Linked DNA regions of Sus scrofa: region 1 is linked to region 2. Evidence: chromatin contacts called from public HiChIP or PLAC-seq data. All regions are on one chromosome and are shown on one strand. The core of a region is the stretch at or near the end of the contact, and the rest is flanking DNA. Distances in the headings are between cores, read along the strand shown. Region 1 overlaps GPD2 (glycerol-3-phosphate dehydrogenase, mitochondrial). Region 2 holds the start of NR4A2 (nuclear receptor subfamily 4 group A member 2).

Region 1 (5,975 bases), core at 536-3,035, 210 kb after region 2:
AAAGGCCGTGGTGCCCATGTCCTGGATGGGGATTTCCTCCAGTGAAATGCACCTTGGGCTGGAACAGAGATAGAGCCTGTACCTCCCACTTTTATTCTGCATATTAATAAATGGAAGACTTAGCAATACCTGTTGGGATCTGCTTGGTCTATAGAGGTCTTTTCAGTTAACATACCTTTTAGTAGTCAGGTTAATTGGTGAAACTAACAAAAAGTTTTTGTCAATTTTGAGTTTTGGTAAAAGTAGATTAGAATTAATATCTGAACACTGTAACTCAGTCCTTTCCTCTGGTGGTCTTGGGAGTTTTGAAATTAAGAATTCTTCAGATAGCAAAATATCCAGGGTAAAAGCAGAGGTGACAGCTCTTTTATGTACTTCATTTATCCCCTGAGCTCACCATCTATCATACTTTTCCAACTTAGATTATCCTTTTAAAAACAATCAGCAGTGATCCTTTATGATTTCATTCCTACTACTATTGGACCAAAGGCCTCAGAGTAGATGAGGAATTACCCTCAGTCTTGGTAGAGTGCTAATTAGTGAAAGTGTGTCTATATCTAAAGTGAAAAACTCAAATTCCCATTTTTCCAAGTGAAACCCGATATTCCCTTCTATACTGGTAGATTTTTGACTTTGTGCTGTTGCTATACATATTTTAATCTTTCCATTTGTCTGCAGCATGTAATACATGCTTTATTTTTTTAAAATCAACTTACTGAGCACTTTTTATGCTAGACACTCTGCTAAGCATATTGCTTGTATTATCTCTTCGATTCCTCCTAACAACCTTATTCTGTTTATTTTTTAATTCCCATTTTATAGATAAAGATACTGAGGCTCAATGACTGTTTTTTTGCCCATAGCTCATTTGTGTTGGAGCGATGATGTTGAGTACATTTCAGTTGAGCTCTAAAAATACTTTTGCTTCTAAACACTGTGCAGTGTTCCAACTGATAATTGAGTTTATTGCATGATGTGATATTATATCCACTAGGGGATTGGACTAAGTCTCTCAATTCATTTCATGGAAGCTGCTTGACACCTTCAGAATGATAGCTCTCAACTGGCCTTATTTGGATTTGAATGTTAAAGTAGAGGAGGTTTCATTTTTCATAACTAATCCCTTGGGCCAAGTAGTGTCTTCTACAGATTTTAAAAAGAAAAACTTTGTGTAGATCCTAGAGCAATACTATTGAAATGTTTTGTATTCACAAGGGTTGAAATCATCATTTAAAGAAGGATTTATTAAATGGATGAATAAGTAAAATTCTGACAACAGTTTCTGAGCCTCCCCAAATGGCTATATCCTTAAGAAGAAAAAAAAAAAGTGTCAAATCTTAACACTCCATGCTGTTCGCAGCAGCTGCCACACTTCTGCAAAATGCGTCAGAACAATTCTGAAAAGCATTTTGCCTGTTGGGAATAAGACCATGTCTTCTTTCACGATTTAGAGAGCTTTCCATTCACAGGCTGAATTTTCTAGATTACTTGTTTGTTCTTTTCTGAAATGGGTAATTGATAGTTGTGCAGGGTGTATTGGGTTAGGAAGAAAAATGATCTTTTGGAAAATGTATCATTAAGTCTGCTGTGTAGAGGTTAATCAGAAGGATGCAGTGGCGAAACTAAGCTGTGACTTAAAGGGATTGAGGGAGACAGAAGATTTGTGGAGTGCTTTATCCATGTAGTTTTTCTGGAGTGCTTCTCTAGGCAGCTTCTCTAGTTGTACACAGGTTTTCACATATGCAATTAGTAGTGTTTATAGATTGCCTGTTATTCAATTAACAACTGAGCTGGCCATATCAACTCACTGCAGACCTGCCTTTTCACTGCCAGAGATTGTACCAGGGTTATCAACTTACACAGGCTTGGATGTCTTCCAGCTGTTTAATTATAGTGTCACGCGCTTTGCTTTTTCTAGTTTCATTAGTTTATAAATGTAATATGGTATCTTATTTCTGTGATTAACACTTCATTTCCACAGGTTAAACATGCTGGTAGTGAAGTATTGATTTCTGACACTGTTTTCCCCTGTGTTCATTTAGATATTTTCACATGCTTTTTATTGATTTTTTGAAAGTGGCAAACATGAGAAAGAACACCCCAAAACGTATGGCTGAATAACTGATGTGAAGCAAAACCGCACGTTTGGCCCCTAATTGTTACTTCCTGTGGGCTGCATTTCCTATTAACTCTTAAAATCAACACTCACCTTGCCAAGTTTTTAAGAACAAAAAAATATTAATTATAATTTGAAACAGTTATACCACATTTAGTCTTTTCAACAATCTGTGAAAAATTGATCTTGAACTTTACTATTTATATTTTATTCCTTATATATTATATATACTAAAACTTGAATGAGTTATTTATCAGGGTTATAATAAAAATAAATTCTTAAACATGATGATAGAAGGACTATTGTGTTTCTTCACTATCCTTCTGAAAATACTAAGAAGAACTTTAATACACTCTGGAGGTACTCATGGTTTTTTTGACAACTGGCACTTGAAAAATCAACTGGATGCTATCTGGGTGAGCCTCTCTATTAAGTGATGAGAATTGTTGTCACCTTCAACAGTTGCATTGTCCATTTGTTTAAATATATGGTCATTAGAAACCTAAAGTCAGAGGCCAAACTATTATTGCTTTTGATTTTGGGGGGACCACACCACAGACACAGCAATGCCAGATCTGAGCCACATCTGCCACCGATAGCTTAGCTCATGGCAACGGCAGATCCTTAACCCATTGAGCCGTGACGGGAACTCCTGCTTTTGACTTTGTAATGTCAGCTCTTGTTTGATATAAAAAGTTCAGAGAAGTTTAATATGCCACTTAATATTTTTGATCACTATAAACGACCCCCTCCTTGATGGAGTATTTGAGGTATTGAGAAATATTAGAATTAACATTGCTGAAGACTTTCAGCATGGTGAGGAAGATTCAACAGTAATGGAATCTTGTTTGGCTATCCTGACAGTGTGAGGACCAGAAAAATCAAGATGAATCTTTGAGCTCTGAAGCAGAAAGGCCTCAAGTTGAGGTATTTTCTTCACATATTATACCATGGAGAGTTAGTTAAAGTAGGTGATGTTCATTATCCACTCGTGGCTACAACCTGAATGATAGAACCAATTTCTAGGTAGGAACTTGAGGATAGGAGTACTTAATTTGGTAAAAATATTCTCATTTCTTTGGACTCATGATATTAGTAGGAGAGGAGGCTACTTTCAAATGATAAATATGGAACATGTTATGACAGTCAAGTGTTTGGGGAAGGGAAGCATACTATTATAGCAGATTACATAGTTATGAACAAAGAAAGTACCATCAAATTTCACTGAAAAGATGCTCCATCAGAGACGTGGGCAAGGTGGTCAGGGTGCAGGTAACCCAACTTGATGACCTACCAGGACAAGTCAGATTTTCTACTTGGCAGTTTTACTCTAGAGCTGCCTTATGCAATGTCATAGCCTGTATGTGTGTATATCATGTGGCTATTTAAATTTATATTGGGAGTTCCTGTGGTAACACAGTAGAAATAATCCGACTAGTATCCATGAGGATGCAGGTTCGATCTCTGGCCTCACTCATTGGGTTAAGGATCCAGCGTTGTTGTGAGCTATGGTGTAGATTGCAGATGTGGCTCAGATCTCACATTGCTGTGGCTGTGGTATAGGCCATTGACTGCAATTCCAATTGGACTCCTAGCCTGGGAACTTCCATATGCCACTGGTGTAGCCCTTAAAAGCAAAGCAAAAAAAAAAAAAAAAAAAGTTAAAAGTAAATAAAATTTGAAAGTGAGTTTCTCAGTCACGCGAACCACATTTCAAGTGCTTAACAACCTCCTGCAGCTAGTGGCTAGTGCATTGGACAGTGAAGGGACAGAACATGTCCATCACTGCAAAAAGGTATATGGAATGGTGCTGCTCTACAGGCGCTAGAGTTACTTCTATAGACGCTTAGAGAAGGAAATTTATTAGAGTCATTGAGTTGGTGGGGGTTTTTTGTTGTTGTTATTGTAAAAGGAAGGAATGTGGTATGTTGTAAAAGATCTCCAGGTACAAGAAGGCTCATGAGTTGATTAATTTAGTGACTGAGCAGTGGCTAAGGCCCATAGCCCTTATTTCTCTTCACTCCACCACCCGCCTGGTTGGCTGTATCTATCTTATGGTTTTCTTCCATGGTGACAATGTGGCATGGCAGTTCCTGGCAATATTGGAAGTTTCTCTCTGCTGTCTGTCCACTGCTTTTGACTCTCTTTCTAAAGAGAACTTTAATTAGAGTCTGTTTAACAGTGCACAAGGGTTTCCACTGTGGGTGAATAAGTAATGAGAGAAACCTGTTAGGTTCCTTGCCATCTCTTCTACAAGAGGTGAGAATTCATGTCTCATGTGTTTAGCTATGCTGTGCCCTGTGGGCCTAGATTATACCCATAGCCTGGACTGTTAGTTCTTAATTTGGATGGTAGAGAGTTACAACTGCTTTATTTTTTAGCAGCAATTTGTGGCATTTTGAATAATAAAAATCATTAGATCTCAAGGTTGGGAGAAAACTGATAGATGATAGATAACACAATCCAACCACACTCTGGTCTAATAATATAAATATGCTGCAGGCCTAAAGCCTGATTTATAGTTAAATGTGACTTAAAATTTGATTATCCTTAAATGTATCTTTTAAAATAAATATAATCCCAACGTTCATCTCATAATTCTCAGGCTAAAAAGCTGAATGCTAAGATATACATTAAAATAAATGAAGCTTCCTGACACATTATGAACTCTTCCCTAGCAGTATTTTCTTTTCATTTTTTTGAGCATCAGTTGCAAGAGTAAGAACTAGAAATGGTCTCCATATACATAATGTTTTATTTAGTTTTCCTCCATGAATGAAAAACTCAAATGTTTTAGTTTGGTCTTTTTGTTTCAGACAATAGGCTTTCATGGATGTATTTTTCTGCCTGTTATACCAGAAAAGGTAAAGCATTTGCCACACAGATTATTTGTATGTGCTTTAAATTTACTCTAGAAAGTCTAACTTTCCATCAGATAATTTTAAAATCAGTCAGGAGGCTGTAAGAATGGAAACCAAATTCCTGATCAGCGTGGCCATCTAAGGAATTTCAGAGACACTACAGACTCTGCAGTGACCACAGTGACGTTCTAAGTGGTCAGCTAAGTTTTATTTTTGACTCAGAGGGCAATTTGAACTCTAATGGAAAATAGTGGTAATTTCCTAGTTAAGCTTTTTGTAAAGATTAAAATATTGCATGATTTGTGTTGAGGTTTTACAAGACTTTTGTGGAATTGTGTGGAGCAAGAATTCACCCCCATTCCATGGAAGCCACCAGGATTAAATCTATTGAAGAGGATGCTCCCGCCAGAGGGAAGGTCTAGGGCTGGAATCCCAGCATTAAGACAGCCTCGTGGTCTCCACTAAGCGAGACTGGGAGGCTTGGGCTTTCCTCACCAGTTTATGAGGTTTATTCTTCCTTTGTTTCAGATGCCGTGTTTGGATATTGGTTTGATTAAAAACCCCATAAAAGTGTGGGGGTACCTCTTCTTTCAGATTATAGTCATGTTAAGAGTGTGGCCTTTAAGGAACTATGCTAAAATATGTCAGATTGTCAGATTACCTTAGTTGACTTTCTCTTTACAGAAATCTGTTTTTCATTTGAGATCAAGATGGAGAGATTTTCATCCAGTATAACTTGTTTTAGGATTTTAGGATCTTTCCCTATACTTAGGAATTTTTGTTTGTTTGTTTGTTTGTTTGTTTTGGTTTTTTGTTTGCTTGCTTGTTTTTTTAGTAGTCCAACATTCAAGAAATTTCAAAGAGTCTTTTTGTGAATCTTTCCACAAGAGTCTGCTAGATAAGTATTTAAATACTTTTTAAAGTCTTCTGTGTATAAATGTACAGGGAGGGTTACTGTACAAGAACATACAACCAAGGGGTGAAGGGGATCTGAAATC
Region 2 (5,977 bases), core at 69-2,568:
GGAGGGGGAGCCCCGCGACGGTGGCGAGGGCACCTGCGTGTCGAGCAGCTGCGACGCGTGGCTGATCTGCAGGCCGGGGAAGCCCATGGACGCGGGCTTTCGGATGGGGTTGGGCACAGCGAACGTCTGCCCGTCCACCACGTGGTGGCTGCCCGCCGGCTCTGGGTTCATGGGAACGTGCAGGGGCCCGTCGAAGCGCATCTGGCAGCTAGACACGGGGGTGCCGGGGGGCGACTGCTTAAAGGAGAAGAGGGAGAGGCGGGAGACCGGCGTTTTCCTCTGCTCGATCATGTGCGTGGTGGCCACGTAGTTCTGGTGGAAGTTGTGGAGCGAGCCTGGGTCGTCCCACATGGGGCTGTGCTGCACCTGGAAGCCCGGGGTGGTGGGCGTCGGGGGCGAGGAGGGCTTGTAGTAAACCGACCCGGAGTGCGGCATCATCTCCTCGGACTGGGGGGGCAGGTGGCTGTGTTGCTGGTAGTTGTGCATCTGAATGTCTTCTACCTTAATGGAGGACTGCTGTCCGGACAGGGGCATTTGGTACAAGCAAGGTGGCTTGACGTCGTAGCCTGTGCTGTAGTTGTCCATAAAGGTACTGAAGCTGGGGAGAGAAGTGGTGGCAGTGATTTCAGTGTTGGTGAGGTCCATGCTAAACTTGACAAACTCTGGAGTTAAGAAATCGGAGCTGTATTCTCCCGAAGAGTGGTAACTGTAGCTCTGAGAAGCGGGGCTGGCTCCTTGAGGCGAGGACCCATACTGCGCCTGAACACAAGGCATGGCTGGAAATGAAACAGGGTAATATACACTCAGCCTGGTCAACTGAACACTTTCTCCCGGGCTCGGGTACACCTGGAGCTACACCGGCAGCCCGCGGCGGTCGGAGAGCGCGTAGGGGCGCGAGAGGAAGGGCAGAGAGCGCGAAGACTGCGGAGCAAAACAGTACAGGGCAAGGAAAGGCTGATCCAGTCAAAAGCTAGAATTAGAAAACTACTAGGGTCTCCATTCCCAGATATTTCCAACGCTTCCCCCTTCACCCCTTCTTCCGAGCAACCCTGCTCCAAGGAGCCTTTCCTCTGAAGCTCGAGTTCAGCAAGCCCAATCTAGAAATCAAGTTGAATTGCACAATGAGAAACTTGTTCCTGAAGGCGATGGGTTGGGAAAAAACTTAAGTTACAGGGTTTGCTGAGAAAGATCGCATTGCCCTGTTTCTGGACGTTTAAGGAACTCGGGGGAGGAAAGGGGGAAAAAATAATATTGCACTAACCTTCAGCCGAGTTACAGGCGTTTTCGAGAAAATTAAAGGTGGACAGTGTCGTAATTCAATGAAGGACAAAGTTTCCAAGATCTTTAGAAAAGCAGTGGAGAGCCCAGCCTGTTGGATCTCCTCCCTGAAATAAAGACACAGGAAGCCTCAGGGTGACTTTCCCTGACAGATTTGGCTGTTGGCTGGGCATCTGTATCACTAAGCAGGCCCTTCTAAGCCCTTCTTGACTGTTTAATTGGAAATCAGTGTGTAGCCTTTACCAAACTTAGCAGTTAATATGAATGTGCAAAAGAGATGGCTGGAAACAACAGAAAAATTCAGCCATTGACTCAAATCCTTCTGAGAGAGAGAGTTCTGAAGGAGGAAAGGAATTCCATGTGCTTATTTAATACTTATGTTGAAATAAATTGGCCCTTTTTCTAGGGTGGGGGGGTGGGAAGGGAGTGTCATTTCCATTTTAGTTTAATTCGGAACTAAGAAGAAACTAGGGTTTAATTAAAGTATACCATTGGAACCTTCTCTTAACCCCCCCCCCCATGGGTGAAATTGGCTTCTTTTTTAAGGCGGGGGGAGAAAGTAGAAGTCAAGAATATAAAATGTGAAAACAATCTCTCCCTCCACCCCTAGGAGTTACAAAATGTTAGCAAGGCCTGGGTAGCCCTGAAGGCAATCTGAATGGAAACATCTGGATTTCCTAAGAGCTTTTGACAGAGTACTAGGTTTGGGGATACAGGTGAATTGGCACTCACTTTTCCAGGAAGTTGGTCTTTCATCTTAAACTGCCAAGGAATGGAAAGAAGGGGCCCTATTTTTCCAGGAGCATCTTAGGTCAGTTGTAGAGAGAGAGAAATAACTACTTATCCAAAATTGGCACCAGTGTTAGAAGTACCTCTCCACATAGCAAGCTGAGCACCTTCCCTATCCAGCCTTCCACAGTCTTGCTGGAACAAGGCATTCTTGTGTTCTAGTAATTTTCAGACGTTCCCACTTAGAAGGCATTCTAGAGCATAGATAATTTTATTACTAATAAAAAAGAAAGCCAAACACCCAATCCTTCTGTTCTCCTTGCTCACATCCCTTCATAATCTTGCTTCATGGGGGAGGGAGGATAATCAGAAAAAGTAGAAAGAAAGGAGACTCTTGACCCTCATAGCACTTGACAGATATGACTGGCTGGAATATTAACCCTCTGGTAACTTCGCAGCTTCAGAGCTGTACTCTTTAAATATTCTGTCTGTCTCTGTCTCTGACAAATTCACATACCATACGCAAGCGCAGCATAGATTAAAACCAGAAATTTCAAGCAACTTAGTAACAGGTCACTCTACCAACTGCCCCCCCATTACCCAATAATACCCAGGAAACCTGGGCACGCTGGCCAGCCGCGGTGACACAGTTCCCAAGCAACACATAAACTGAAGAACTTACTCCCTGTTACTTTGTATGCAGCGTCCAGGCCTCCCGTAAACACAGAACTTGGAGTCTACGTGTTCAAAGACCATAATCAAATCTGCACTAAGAGCAAACTTTATGCACATTTCCGCGGCAAGTCCGCAACTCCCCAAACTATGCAAGCCTCCCTTCCACTTCCACCAATGAGGAGCCTGGAAGCCTCTGCTGAGTGGCAAAGCTGAGTTCCGACAAATGTCCTCTGTAGCTGCGCACACCTACTCCCAGCGCTCCGGCCCCACTCGCGTTCCGCGCTTCTAGCGCCCACTTCCAAGAGAACCTGCGCCATACAAACGGATGGAAGAGACACGCAAAAGGAGAAGGAAGGCTAAAGAACGCCAGCCGTATGGGCTGCACCTACTCACTTAGGAGTTCCCCGCGTCTCTCTTCATTCATTCAACTCAGCCGAAGTGTAGTTCCCTCTGAAGTCGGGGCGTCAGGGTCAGGGAGGGGTGGGCGATAGGGGCGATGGGAGCTGCGACGCCGAGAGCAGGGAGGGAGCAGGGGAAAGCGGCCGGCTGGGCAGGCGAACGGGACCGCGGAGCAGAGCGCGAGCCACCGGGCGGACTGGCCCTGGCCGCCAATGTGCCTTTGTTTATGTGGCTCGCGCTGCCGCTGCCAACATTCACCTAAAGTCTCCGCGCGTCAGCGCGCGTCAGCGGCCCGCCGCCCAATCGCCGCGCCGCCGCGCTCCCCAGACTCCTGGCCGGCGCTCGCTTTGGTATATTTCCGACCTGACGTCACGAGCAGGGCAGATTTTAAGGTGGGAACCGTTCAGGGTTCACCTTGGTAGCCAGCTAGGTTTTTTTTTTTTTTTTTTTTTTTCTTTTTCCGAAAGAGGTGTGACCTCTCCACTCAAGTCAGCGCAGCCCGCAGCGCCTCGACATCTCACCTCACCTCCCCCCCTCAACCCCCGCGCCACTGCTGCTGCTCGGCCGCTCACACGTGGGGGAGGGTGCAACAAAAGCCTGGGCGGAAGGGAACCCAGACATGGGCCAGGTAGCCCGCACCTGGAATCGCACGAGATGGGGTGTGCCTGGCGGCGCCGTAACCTCACCCACCCACAATTGTCACAATTGTTAACGGAAGCGAATACAGATGTCCCATGACAAGAGATGTTCAGAGGGCTGAGGCACTTGGGATGGGATTTCCCTAGCCCAGTGCATCCTCCTTTTCTCTTTTTCCTGTCCCTGGCCTTACTCCTCTGGTGTGTGTGTGTGTGTGTGTGTGTGTGTGTGTGTGTGTGTGTGTGTTCTCCCCCTCCCTCCGTCTCTCCCTCCCTCCCATATTCTCTCTCTCCCTCTCTCATACACGCACACACACACCCCAAAGTGGAGAAGAGTGAGTAGGACCCATTTTCTGTGTTCCCTTCTTTCCCTGAAGTGCTCACGTGCGAGGGAGGACAGAGTGCCTGGGGAGAGGAGAGGAGAGCTGGGGGTAGACAGTGAACTAGCCCTACGGGGACCCCAAAAGTCAAAGTTAGGCGTCGCCCACTTTCCTCTTGCAGATAATGCAGCTGAGCCGCGGGCAACAGGTGTGCCTTCTGCAGAAAGGTGCTCCAGTCTCACCTTTTACCAACTCTCATACTCTGATACTCCTGGGTGCCTATCAACTCATACCATTCCACAAGTTTTAGGGAAATAAATCGACCCTCCTCTGCAGCACAAGGGCTTTCGCAGTCTCAATCTGAGAGCCAAGAGGTAAAGACTAAACGTGGGGATGTGAGGGCTTCATCTCAGCAAAGCGTTCGTACTCTGAATCCAGCCCTCCCAGGAGAGGGGCCCGGCGAGTGTGAGGAGCTCGCCGCACCCCCGCGGCTGCCCCAGGCACCGCAGATTCAGCTTGGGAAATCAATCCACCCTCCACGCTGAGGGCACAAGAAGCTTTCTAGCAAAGAAACCCCGCTTCTCCCGGGAGCGAACCCCCTTCCTGTCTCTGGGCCGGAGCTGGGCGGGCCTCGGAGCTTCTCTGGAGAGACTGGGGGAGGCACCGGGGCAGGGAGGGTTCGGAAGCGCCCCCTTTTGGCCCCTGGAGACTTCCAACCGCCCCTCCCCGCTCGGCGTGGCTAGCTTCCAGTCTGCTGGGGCCCCTTTGCCCCCCGCCCCCACCCTGGTGTTCCCAGTACTGGCCAGCCGAAAGCGCCTTGGAACTCTCCGGGTTCCTGAGCCGCTCAGCTCTAATCTGCACACCCGCCTTTGCCTGCTCCCTTCGCCTTCTGCTCTGGGGAGGCCGGAGGGGCGTTGCCATCAGATGCCCCGCGGCTGCCCCGAGAAGCCGCAGGCTCTTCTGTGCCGCAGCCTCGGAAAACCTACGTGACCACCTTAAGTTTCCCCCAGATGTTGCGATTGCTGCCGCAGCCGCAGCAGCTCAGTTATGCCCTAGCGAGAGCGAGAAAAAAATTAAACCAGGAAGTGAGAGAGAGAGTGTGTTGGGCGTGTGAGTAGCGGGGTGAGGGGAGGAGGGCGAAGAATAGCTTATTAGCATGAGCTGAGTAGCGTCAGCGCCCTGTGGGCAGAAGCGATTCCACGCGAACGAAAGGGAAAAAGTGAGAGTTTGGAGAGCAGGGGAGAAGGAAAGGGGTGGGGGTGGCGGTGACGCAGGGGCGCAGGCATTGACGCACCCGCCGGGCTGGGCCCAAAATAGCAGCAGCTCTAGCTCGGTGGCGCCCTCCCGGGTTCCCTTCCCCTTCCGCGATGGAGCAGGGCGCGGCCTGGGGGAGCTTTCCTTGATCCCAGCGGTGGGCCAGGTTCCCAGCAGCTATTTTCAGGCAGTCGGAAACTCAAGCGCAGCCATGCTGGGGTGGCAGTTATTATTTTTTAATATATTCCTAGGAAGGCGGGGGCCGGGAGAACTTTAAGGTTGTAACCATCACTCTCCAAACACACATACGCAGATCTAAGTAGGTACGTTCCCTCCACACTCTCCTCCTCCCTTAAGCCATTAAAAAAAAAAAAGAAGAAAGAAAAACAAACAAACAAACAAAAAAAAACATTTGGCTTTAGCCTGGGTTGCGTCTGCGGACAATTTGAAAATTCTCTCTCAGTAAGTGGAAAAGTGTGCTGGACTTCTTAAACTGAGCTCCAAGGAAGACAAACATTGTCATGTGATGCGTTATTCTATAACAGCAACCTGTCGACTCTGGCTTCTAGGTAACAGAGCTTTTGACCAAGTCTCAGTACACAAGATTAAGGTGCAGTTTTCATAGCAGCTTATTAATAATTGTTAGTAACTGGGAATGGATTGAATAAATATAACATTTACCCGAGG

What was found. HiChIP or PLAC-seq counts read pairs in DNA pulled down with a chosen protein or histone mark.
Region 1: an H3K27ac HiChIP or PLAC-seq map of skeletal muscle shows a contact between it and region 2. The contact joins the enhancer-like site here to the promoter of NR4A2 in region 2. A contact is called at or near these places in 4 of 47 Hi-C or Micro-C datasets (embryonic fibroblasts, fetal heart ventricle, heart right ventricle and 1 more) and 2 of 2 datasets of contacts at active chromatin or transcription factors (alveolar macrophages and skeletal muscle).

What each region holds. Positions count from the first base shown.
Region 1 is chr15:63,703,631-63,709,605 of Sscrofa11.1, forward strand. All of the region lies in intron 9 of GPD2 (glycerol-3-phosphate dehydrogenase, mitochondrial), which reads left to right. Among named protein-coding and RNA genes, the nearest start is that of GPD2, 110 kb to the left of the region's middle. Within about 2 kb of position 1,786, at least 7 of the 83 cell types and tissues checked have an H3K27ac peak or open chromatin away from gene starts, as enhancers often do. A contact at or near this core is called in skeletal muscle, where this site is marked.
Region 2 is chr15:63,491,985-63,497,961 of Sscrofa11.1, forward strand. NR4A2 (nuclear receptor subfamily 4 group A member 2) reads right to left here and starts at 1,319. Exons shown (of 7, transcript NM_001190276.1): 1 at 1,262-1,319; 2 at 1-776. The coding sequence starts at 774.